Regions from separate parts of the Ovis aries genome. Here region 1 is linked to region 2. A link is a contact called in public Hi-C data. All regions are on one chromosome and are shown on one strand. The core of a region is the stretch at or near the end of the contact, and the rest is flanking DNA. Distances in the headings are between cores, read along the strand shown.

Evidence for each region. A called contact is a pair of places that touch in the nucleus more often than the background predicts.
Region 1: a Hi-C map of blood shows a contact between it and region 2, with 2.6 times the contacts expected there. The contact joins the enhancer-like site here to the promoter of CHST15 in region 2. A contact is called at or near these places in 4 of 16 Hi-C or Micro-C datasets (all in blood).

Annotation. Positions count from the first base shown.
Region 1 is chr22:43,328,540-43,334,128 of ARS-UI_Ramb_v3.0, reverse strand. No RefSeq gene overlaps it. Among named protein-coding and RNA genes, the nearest start is that of CHST15, 41 kb to the right of the region's middle. Within about 2 kb of position 2,303, at least 11 of the 54 cell types and tissues checked have an H3K27ac peak or open chromatin away from gene starts, as enhancers often do.
Region 2 is chr22:43,287,054-43,293,170 of ARS-UI_Ramb_v3.0, reverse strand. CHST15 (carbohydrate sulfotransferase 15) reads left to right here and starts at 3,071. Exons shown (of 9, transcript XM_042238833.1): 1 at 3,071-3,218.

The DNA.
Region 1 (5,589 bases), core at 1,054-3,553, 42 kb before region 2:
GGTGGTCTCAGAGCAGGCACTGGGTGTTCTGAGAGGTCCAAGGGCACACGCTTGACAGGTGCTGGAAAGCAGGACTTGTGGCCTTCGCTTTGGGCTCTTCCTCATATGGACCACATGCGTACTTCCAAGTGGCCGGGGTGGGGCTGCTGCTGAAGTAAACAAGAGTGAAATACGCAAGATGTAATTACTTAATTAGCCTCATATTTGAAAACATGTGGCTTCAAATCGGATGCTGGTGGAACATCCTGGCCCACATTCCCTCTCCTTCCCAGACCCGAGCCCATGGCGTCTTGGATCATTTCAGGGGCGTTAGTGACTGCTGCTGTCCCAGCAGATTTGCAACCACAAAAGAAGGAGGCTCTCCAGGGTGAGATTGAGAGCCAGCTTCCTCTGGTGGGAGGACAATGGACTTGGAGTCAAAGCCTCTGATGCCACGGCATTTCTAAGAGTGGCATTATATCCCTTCATATGGATTTACTGTAGTTTTCATGAGCAGCAATTTATTGCTGGCCATTTGGGGTATTTTTTCCCCAGAATTCTCAGTATTCTAAGTATCAACACAATGACTGTCTTTGTATATTCAGCTCTGCCTACAGCTCAACCAAGTCCCTTGAGATACAGTCTTAAAATAATTATGGGGTCAAGTTTACGTACATTGCCAGATTGCCCTTCAGAAAGATGTGCCAATTTAAACACCCAGTGTCAGTGTACGGAGGGCCAATTTCTCTGCTTCCTCATCTGGACCAGGTATTGTCTTGGCCAATCTATTTTAAAAAAATAGCATCTTAGTATTTTAGTTTGTTTTTATCGTTCACTGTTGAGACTGAACTTTCCCCCTTGCACTCCTCAACCACTTGTATCTCTTCGTTTGTAAATTGCCCTCACACGATGCTGCCCACTATTCTCTGGGTCATCCAACTCATGGTCACTTCTGTGTTTGAAGGAAATCAGCCCTTTGTGATGAAGGTCACACCTACTCTTCTCAGTTGATTTTTTGCCCTGTTTTCATTTTGTGGGAATTCTGTTTTGAGACCTTAACCCTCCAGGTGGAGATGGTTCCCCCGGAAGTAGCGACCATCGAACTTCTGGGTTAAGAGATTGTCTCTCACTTATCTTAGAAAATGAGAGCTCAGCTGGAACCAGAGAGGGTCAGCGGGGAAGAGGTTCAGGGGTCAGAGCATATCCTGTTCCTCGTTTCACAAATCATGCTGCGAATTGCCCAACTTGGAGAGATTTGGTGGTGATTCTCGGCAGCGGGACGTGCATTGCTTCACACACAAGGACAGCTGAGGATGTTTTGTTTCGTTGGGTGGTGTGTCAGGAAGTCCCGCAGTGGCCTCTGGGGCCCAGTGACGAAAGCCCTGTCTTAGCGTGGACAGAACTAGGACAGACCTAGCTGGGCTCTGTGTCTCTGGGAGGGGTCGTTGAACTCCTCCAAGCTTTCTGCTCCTGAAAGAGGGGCTCTAAGGCTCAGTCTGTAGCCTTGTTGGGACCGCTAACAGTGACTGGCCAGTGTGGAAGTGGCCCTGCCCGTGGGTGGTGACCTGAAGTTTTGAACGGACTCTCCTTCCACCCCGCAGAGCTATGAGATGAAGTATGGAAAATATTTATTTAGGCCCTGACTCTGTGGGTGGTGACTCAATGTCCTTGCCCCTTCTATAAAACAGTTTTTCAGGGGGTGGTATGGACTGTGGCCCCACGTCCCATGGGCTGTTGGGGTTCCCTCTGAACAGAACTCTGGGTCAGAGGCTTCTCAGGAACCCTGCTGCTGCAAGGTGGGGGAGAGGGGCCGCCTTGTCCTCTCAGGCTGCTGGAGCGTGGCACGACTGCTGGCTGGCTGTGTTACGCACTCAGGCGTGTCCGACTCTCTGTGACTCCACAGACTGGAGCCCGCCAGGCCCCTTTGTCCATGGAAGTCCAGGATGCTCAGGTGAGGGTCCTCTTGGTTCTCGACTGTGCATTTTCAGGGTGTCCCCTCTCACATGCTAGAAGGGGCAGGGGAGCAGTGAGGTCTCTTTTATTAGGGCACAAATCCCATCATGAGGGCACCACCCTCATGACCTAGTCACCTCCCCCAAGTCCACCTACTAAGAACATCACCTTTGGGGGTTAGAATTCCTACACGTGAAGCTGTGAAGACACAAACATTCAGCCCGTAGCAAGGACTTTCCACCTCCCCACCTTGCAATCTCCCTTCAGGCAGGACATGGCTAATCCAGCAGGGAGGACCTTGGTTACAAGTCACCATGGCCTTGTGCTAACAGTAACGGCTGAGTCATGCTGGGCACCTCCTGGGCATCAAGGCCTGTGCTCGGTGATTCAGAGACAAAGTCTCCACACGTGTGTGATTGTCACCAGGAAGCCACACCCAGCTTTCCCTCCGAAGGACGTCCGGGTGGGGACTCAGAGACCTACACAGAGACAGTAGTGAGCAGATACACGTGCACACACACACAGACATGCTCATGCACATATATTCACACTCATTCATACAGACGCAGACACACACATGCACAACACACACACACAATACGTAACACAACACACACATTCACATTTGCAGATACACACATTTGTAACATAACACACACATATACCGAATTCACCCACACAGACACTCAGACACAGACACACACATATACACATTCATTCACACAGCCACTCTCGCACAAGCAGACACACACATATGCATACAACACACAGACACACACTCACACACATGCACCCACACAGCAACATCAGACTCAACCCTCAAGGGCTGGGCGGGCTCCTGGCCATCACACCTGAAGAAGGACGGACACAGGCTGAGGTCCCCTCAGAAGCAGATGGGCAGGCAGAGGATGTTTCTAGACAAATACAAATGGAACGCCTCTCCTGGGCTGGGCGCTGGGGTGATGCTGTGCAGGGCAGACCTGCAGGGTCTCGTCCTTCCAGGGAGGGGCATCTACAAGGACAATAAGCTGGAGTATCTGCAGGGCTGCAGGCAGAGCCCGGCTAGCTGGAGTCAGCTCTCATCACGGGCTGTGTCAGCAGACAGGCGACAAGGATGCTGGCTGGGGCGTCACCTCCTAGGTGGGGAGAGTCCCTGAGACTCTCAGTGAGATCTTGCCCATCCATGACTCCAAAGCTGCTGTTTTAGATTTCACACTTGGTTCTCACAGAAAACAGAGCAGGAAGAGGAAGTAACAAGAGTTTCGTGGTTTCCTGCACACCTCACTCTCTGGGTTCTTCAGGGGGTGTTATTAGGACATATCGGTGGCAGGGGGTAAAGAATGGTTCAGTAGCTCAGTGACCTCTGCCTTGGCTGCCCCCAACCTGCTTCAGCAAAGATGATTCTTTCGAGTTCGGAGGCCCAGGAAGGCAGGGCTGTGCAGGAGAAAGCAGAGCGTGGATGGGCCAGCAGGGAGCCTGGCTTCGTTCAGCCCTCTGCTCTGGAACTTACTTGCTGTGTGCCTTTAGGCAAGTCACTCACCCTTACTGGGCCTCTGCTATAATTTGAGGGAGTTGCGCTGGCTGGGTTTACAGCCACTCCAGCCCTGAAGGGCTACAAATGACCCTGTAGTTACTGAGCCCAGGACAGGCCCCCATCAAGGGGTCGGTGGGTGGGTGGGCTGGCCAGCCTTGCTGTGTGGCTGCTGGGCTAAGATCAAACATCTGAGCAGGAGGGTTTCTGGGGGTGATGCTATTTCTTTCTTTCTGGGTTTCAGGAACAAACCTCAGAAGCAGGTTTACTTCCCAGCCCCCCAGAGGTTTCTTCCCAAGGATGATATGTGCTAACCAAGACGGCGGCATCAGAGCTGAGACATCTCTTTAAACTCTTCTGTAAACCTCCACGCGGACACTCCCCTTGTCTGCCACAAAACTTGGATGGCGGCTTTAAATAGAGCTCCTCAGGGCCTCAGATTTCAGCGGAGGCAAAATCCACAAACAGCCAAGGGCAAATGGGAAAATTAAATGTTTCAGAAACTTACATTTTAAAACTTATAATAAGCATGCAGCAAGCTTTATGAGACTACTCAGTGGTACTAACCAGTCTCCAGCCCTCCCAATTCTTGGACTAAGTTGACGCTGGTAATTCGCCAGCCAGCTGGCATGAACTTTGAACCATTTCTACAAAGTCTGTGGTGTAGGCTGACCTCCACTGCCTCAACCAGCCCCCACCCCAGGTGATACGAGCAGGCTTCATGGGTGGGCATGGTGTTTTTTCGCCTAGAAGGGTCTCATGCTTGGTTTCAAGTCCAGCTGTCACTATCTTAAAAGTCTTAAGTTTTGAACAAGGGGCTCTGTGTTTTCATTTTGGACTGGGCCTTGCAAATTTTGCACAGTGTCTGAACCCAAGCGTACTTTTCCTAGACAATCACTGAACTGATGGCAGTGTGTTAATATCTGGTCTAAAGCCATTTAACTTTCAGAAGAACTAAGCATTCAAGTTGGGTCTTATTTGCACATGACTTAGCCTACTTACCTGTTCAGGGTCAGTGCCAAGCACAAAATAAAGAGGAGTTATTTTTGGCTCAGAGAAATAAAACCAAGTCTGTCTCATGTGTAATTCCAAATACAAATGCCCAAACAAGTAAATTTGATGAGGTACCTACAAAGACCATAAGGAATTGCCAGTGTTCCAATACTTGAATTAGATGGTATAGATCAGGGGTGAGCAAACTATGCCCCTGGGTCCGATCTGGTTTGCCACCTGTTTTGTGAATGAAGTTTTATTGAAACTTTTACCTATTGCCTAAGTCTGTTTTCAGGCTGTAATGGCAGAATTGAGTAGCTACAAGAGACTGGAGGACCAGTCTGGACTTTTACAGAAGAAGTTTGCCAACCCTGGTCTGCTATTAGAATTTATAAATTTCTAGAATACACTGATGAACTCCCAAAAGCATAGCTCTGAAGAATAACGTTGTACCCTTGGGACAGGAAATAATTACTTAGACATAAACCACGATTGAAAAAGATTTATTTATTTATAAATTTGATTACAGTAAAATAAAAACTTTTGCAAAGCAAAAGCCACCATTAACAAGGTTAAAACAAACTTAACTCTTTGGGGAAAAGTTCAAAATACTAAACAGAATTCAAATTATATGATGAAATCCTGAAAATCCAAGAGAAGTAGAAAAAATGGCAAAAGGGAATCATGAGGGGGTCAACCAGACCACTAGTGCCAGTGACAAGCCTAGACAATGACGAGGAGCCCAGTGTGGCCATCCCTGACTGCCCGCTCTGCATTCCTGTGGAGGGAATTCTCTCCCCCAAGGGCTTTGCATGGCTCCCCCTTTCAGCATATGGATCTTGACTCAGTGTTGCTTCCCACCCCAGCCATTGGCTTGTTTGCCCTACGATCCAGCCCCTTTGTCCCCTTGCCCTGCCATAACACATCACCAGGCCCTGGGAAGGGGCCTGGGAAACGCATTTCTGGGCTTGCTAGCCACTGTCTCTTGGTTATGTTCAGCTGTTGGCAGGAGCTGGCAGCAGACTGGAAGGTGGGAGAATGGAGAAGCCAGGTATCTGTAGCCCCCAGGCTGCCTCTGCTTCAGGGACCATCCCATCTCCAGCAGCTGCTCCATCTCCCTGTAGTCTGGATCC
Region 2 (6,117 bases), core at 1,822-4,321:
CCCAGGCTCCTCATCTGAAAAATGGGGATTCAATAATAGTGGCTCACGAGGCTGTTGTGAAGGTCAAATGATATAGCACAGGGGAAGTGCTTCGTGGGGTGTGTCACATGGTAGGGTGCCGTGTAGGTCAGCATTCTTAGGAGGGCATGGAGACTTAACCATCTTAGTAGCTCCCACCTTCACGCCAGTGTGCGGCACACAGCAAAGGTTCAGGGAATGTCTGCTGGATGAATGAATGAATGAGTAAACGAATGCGATTTGGGGATCATGGCAGGTCCTCGGTCTTCCGGTTTTCTGATGTGCTTGCACTGTCTCATAGAATCTTTACTCAACTAATATTTGTTCATGAATTCAATTAACCAATGGAATAACAGTTCTCATGTGACTGTTACATGCAAAGCCACTTTCAATAGCATTGATTACTGATAACAGCTAATGTCCCTAAGCTCTAACTAGGGTCTAAGAATTGTGTTTAGTGTTTTTCAGTCACTGTGTCATGAATCTTCACGCCAGCCCCCTGAGGGCATGTATCAGTCAGCCACTGCCATGATAATGTTGTGTAGCCAAACTCCAACATACACCTTGCAACACGCCTTTCCCCCTTGTTCATGTGTTTATAGGTCAGCGGAGGCAGTTCAAATTCCAGCTGTGTGAGGGAATCACTTGGTTCCCAGCTGCAAGTTGAGTGTGGGTCTGCTCCATGTATGTTTAGTTTAAGGCCTTGCTGGAGAAGCAGCAGCTTCTCAGGATGTGTTGGTGTTGTTCTCATTAAGGATTCAAAGCACAAGAGAGCAAGCCCAGGCCTGCAACACATGTCGAGCCTCTGATTCAACCACATTCTTCAAAATCTCATTGTCTAAAGCAAATCATGTGGGTAAGTCCAAACTCAAGGGATAGGGAAGCATGTTCCATGTACTATGACGCTGTGACAGGATATCAAAGTGTAATAACCTACGTGGGGTCAATAATTCAACTTACTGCATATAGGGGTTATTATAGGCCCCAGACGGAGGCAAAGCAAAAAGTGACCTGTCCAGTGTCACTCAGCTAGTCAGTGTCAGCAGTAGGGGTTGAACTCAGACAATTTAATTCCAAAATTATGGAGGCTTAAGTGTGCATCTGGGGAAGAGACATTTGTTTTCTTAAATTGCATTCTTTTTTCACTCACTAGTTGCCAATGTGATACATCAGCCTCTTGCACAGACACGTATCCATCTGTCCATCCATCCACTCATGCACACACGTCTAGTATTTAGGTGTTCTCTCAGCTCTCCAGAGTAACAGACTCAAGGGCAATTCTTGAATGATTTTTTTTTTTTTTTTTTGGGAATTAAAGTTGAGAGGAAAAACTGCCCTCCAGTTAATCTCAGGCACGTGTATAAATACCTTTAGAAAGTCCCTGGTGGAATCTGTATCAAAGCGGCAGCATGACTATACTTAGAAACAATTTGCTCCATGTCAACCGTGATTTCTGACACCTGAATTTGAAAGTGACCTGGGTGGGCCCCGAGCCATCTATGCAACAGAGTGATGTGTTTACTTGGAAGGAGGAGAGGAAAGACAGAGGTATGTGTGGCCATGGAATAATGTTCCACACACCCTTACAGGAGGGGATTTCCTTCTGGGTGTTTCCACAGAACCTTCCCTGTGTTTGTTTAAACCCATTGCACACTCCGGTCTGACAGCTGCCTGGCCCAGGGCCTTCCTTGCAGACGCATGCACAACCAACCTCCTTCAACAGCACCCTGCTCTGTGTCCATCCCCCCCGCCCCCCCTGCAATTACTTGAGTATATAAACCTCACTGAAAGGCAGGCTTTTCTTGGGAGCTAATAAATAAGCCCCAAAGCCACAACGTGTGTTAGACCTTGAAAAATGGCATCATCATCTATTGGGAATTGTGAACCCTGCAAAAAGCAGCTCATTGTATTTTCAGAAAAAGCTTTTTGTTTAAAAAATAATAATAATAATGAACAAAACCCACCAAGTGGTGTCTATATGGAAAAAGCAATCTAGTCTGAGATTCTAAGGCTGGTCTCTTTGCTGCATTAATCTCTCCGTAGATTTTATGTAAGAGGCATTATTTGCAGGAAAACAAGATACCGTTTTGAAGAATTCCCCTCTCATCCCAGCTTCACATCTGCAGTTATAATCCTCTGATTGTGACCCCTGCATTAGTTGCCATGGCTGCTGAGCAGAAGTTTATGACCTCAGGGTGGGCTACAGTTTCTGGGGGTGAGAGGAGCCTAGGGCAATAAAAATCATGTTTTTCCAAAAAGAGAGGACAGGGTATGGGGAAGGTACCCTCAGGACGCGTCCTTCAGCGGTGTGTCAGCACTTGACACGGAGAATTTTCAGCTCCACTTCTGGTCGATCCTAGGACAAGATGCTGGACTGTGGTCAAGGGGACTCGGCCGGCAAAAGGCTTTGTGACCGAAGACAAGGATTTTTTTTTCCCCCTGTCCCTTAGACCTGTTTTCTGAGTGGCTGGGCTTGAGTCTTTCCGAATTCAGTGTTTTCTTCAACTGGTTTATCTCCGGTGGAGAGTCTCCAGGTCGACCACTGGTGCGCCACTTCCTTGACCTCGGGCAGCCCGGTGGTTTCCTGGAGCAGCCGCGCCCGGGGCCACTGCGGCCGGGCTCGGGGTCCCGCTGAACCTTCCTTCTCCATGAAATCAAACAGGCTGGGCCGAAGAGCCCGGGAGAGCCGTCTCCAGATGCAAAAATACAACAGAGGGCGCAGAACCCACCAGCGCCGTGGCCTTGAATATCAATGCACGGGCTGCTCCAGACCACCAAGTTCGTTAAAAAAATGTCTCCGGCAGGGTGTCACTGGCAGACTTGAGGGGTTTCGGTTTGCTTTCTGTTCCAAATCACCGCAGCTCACATTTCGTGTTGACTTGGAACGGGAGGGGGCGGGAACCAAACCCACCGCTCGGCGCGCACGCCTTGGTCTCACATTCCAGACCCAAGCTGATGTGTGTCCGCGCGACATGGGGCGGCGGGCGGGGTGGGGGGGGGAGGGGGGCGGGTTCTCTTCGGTTGTTTTATTCGCCATCCGCACGTCACTCCCAAAACTTTTCCTCCCTGCGCTCTGGGAGTCAGGTTGACGCGCCCCGCATGCCGGGCTCCGGGCGCGGGGCTAGGCGCGCTCCCGCGGAGCCGGAGCCGCAGAGGCTGGGCTGCCCCCGCCGCCCCCAGGCTGGACTCCGGCTTCTCAGGTACAACTTGGGTGCCAGGCGCGGCGCGGGGGCGGCCACAGGCGGCGGGTGGGTGTCTGGCCCCGAGCTCCGGCGCCCCTCCGCGTTCCGGCCGGGCAGCGCCGGGGTCGGCCCGGGCTGGGCGTAGGGAGTCCGGGCCGGAGGAGGCTGCGCGCAGCCTCACTCCCCGCGGCGCTCCCCGCGCGGTGGCGGCGGCGGTGGCGGCGGCGGCGGCGGCAGCGGCGGAGGCGGCGGCGGAGGCGACGACGGCCCAGGCAGACAATGAACTTGCGAGCGCGCGCAGAGCCGAGGCAGGTTTGGGCCCCGCGACCCTCGGCCCAGCCTCACCGAGGCAATCGCCGTCTCCAGCGGAGGGCGTCCCCTCGCCGCTGATCCCGGCCGCGCTCTGGGCGCCCCGAGTGCCGGGGACCCCGCGGGAAGGGCTGCTCGGAGGCGGCGGCGGCGGCGCCAAGGGCTCGCACGCCCCCCTCTCCCGCTAGGGAGAATGCGATCGGAGCTCGGGGACCGGGGACTCGGCGAAGGGGTGGTGGCGCTGCGAACAGCTGCCTCTGGGCACGCACAGGCCGGCTGTCCAGGAGAACGGCCCCAGGAGTCGGAATGGGGGTGCGGGGGGCGCGCTCTGCAGGCGGAGGACCGACTGACCGACGGATCGGTGCCTTCTCCCTAGGAGCGCGCGTGGGGTGAAGGTGGGGGTGGGGATTCCCCCGCCACGCGCTCCGCTCCCCGTCGCACTTCGGGGAAGTTTCCAGGTTCGGCCCGGGGCACTTTGGTGTGTTTGCTATCAGCCACTCTCTCCCCGACTAGGGTTCGGGGCCACCTTCCTGCCCCGGCTCCAATCCCGCAGCCGCTCCGGGCGGCGAGGCGTGGGGTGGGGGATCCCAGGCGCGGAAGCCCGTGGGACCGGGTTCCGGGAGGGGGACCTCGTGGGCGGGCCTGGGAGGAGACGGGGGCGCGGCGAGGCCCGGAGCGGCCTGAACTTTTGCTCCCCGCCTTCTTCCTCCGGGCCCTCCGCCCCCTGTCCCCTCCCAGCGCCCCGCCGCAGCTCCGGAGGCGGTGTGACTTGGGAGGAGCCGAGGCTTCCCGGCGGTGGCGGCGGCGGCGGCGTCCCCAGCCGGCCTGGGCGCGGCGAGCCGAACGCTGCAGGTCTGAACCGAGCGGCGCGGCGGGGCGGCGGGGGCTGCGGTGGCTGCGGGGCGGCGGAGCTGCGGGGAGCCGGGGTGGCATCAGCCCCGGCGAGGGGGCGACGCCGCGGATCGGGATGGAGCGCGAGTCTGTTGGGTTGTAGGTGCGGGTGGAGAGGACTCGGCGGCCGTGGGCTGATGAGGGACGGGTCGTGGCGCAGGTGGCCCCGTTGGAGTCCTCCTAAGATCGCAGGATGGAGGCTCCCGGGAGAAGCGAACCTCGCCTTTGGGAGAATGAATGAAGCGCTGTGGAAGCGCCTTCCGACTCCTCCGGGCGAACGGATTGGCCGGCGTGCGCGCGTGTGTGTGCGTGTGTGTTTAGGATTCAGAGCCGCCAGGGTCCTGGGCGCGGCTGCTTGACCGCCCCGTCGCGGTCCCGGCCCCACGTTGCCCGTCCGCCCTGCAGCCGGGGTCGGCCCGCGGGGGCTGGAGCGGCGGGTACAGACTGAAGGCTGAGGTTCGGGGGCTGGCTGTTGGCAGCTGGACGTCCGCGCCTGGAGTAGGGAGGTTCGAGAAAGAGGCAATAAAGCCTGGGGCTGAGCCCAGCTTCCCCGCCTCCGGCCCCGTTTTCCCATTCCCCGAGGCCCTTGCTGCATTCACGTTGGGTGAGTTGATGGCGCGGAGTTTGGGGGAATGAAGTTATATCTCAAGGAAGCCCCAGGACGCCCCGCGAAGGGATGTGGCGCGCTGTCTTGTGAGGCTGAGCCGAGGGGTTTGCAGGGCCCCAATTCTTATCAGCTGCGGTTCTAGAAGGACATCCACCAGGTGATGGAGCAGAAGGGCAGCCCGGGGGCGCACCTCCTGAGGCACCCGGGGGGAAACTGAGGCCTGGAGATTTGCCCCAAGTTCCTCTAGAACTGCCCCCCTCAACACACAACATTTTCCACGCCCAACTTTCCTACTCCCCTTCCCCCAGTGGTGCAAAATCAGGAGCCCTCCCTTCCAGAACATGGTTCTTAATTTTACCAACAGTATGTTGAATCCGGATGTCTTAGCATACAAATCATACATGATTTTGTTTAAAATAGCATGGGAATAAAATGCCTTTTAACTGCTGCTGCTAGGTAGTTTTTAATCAAATAGGTTTTTCAAATAGGTTTTTCTCTCTAGCTCCTGAAAGATTGGCAGAAGAATGTCCTGCCTCCTGCTGGTGGGGGGTGGGGGGTGGGGAACTGAGCCAGCAGGTGAAGCAGCTTGCCAGGCTCTCTCGGTGCATAGGTGCGCAAGTGAGTCAGAAGTGGAGCTGCAGGGGGCTCTTCTCCCCCTTCCAGGTCCAGCTCCCTGGCCCTTGGAAGGAAATTCAGCAGTGTTTTTGTGTTCTTTCTCGGGTGTTGGATGACTGCAGCGAGCAGGGTTAATTCATCCAGGACCTTGTGTTTGGAGGCAGGATGGAGAGGCTGCTTTGTGCAGAGTGGATCCCCTGCCTGCCTTGCTTTCTTTGACGATCAGATGGCCAGAGGTCCCAGCCCTGTCACAGTGGCTGCTGTGAGGTCTCTGTGTCTGCACTTTCCTTCGTTTCTGTTGCTGTTGCCTGTGGCCAGGAGAAGGGAGGTGTTTGGTTTTTCCACTGGCCCGAAGAAGAGAAGATTAATCCCAGTGTGTGGAAGAGGCAGTGTTTGCAGGAAAGTTTGGGCGAGGTTGGGAAGTAGACTTTGCTTATTTGGTATCTGGAGAAGGTGCAGAAGAGAAGCCCCAAGTTAACCATCTGGTCGACAGGA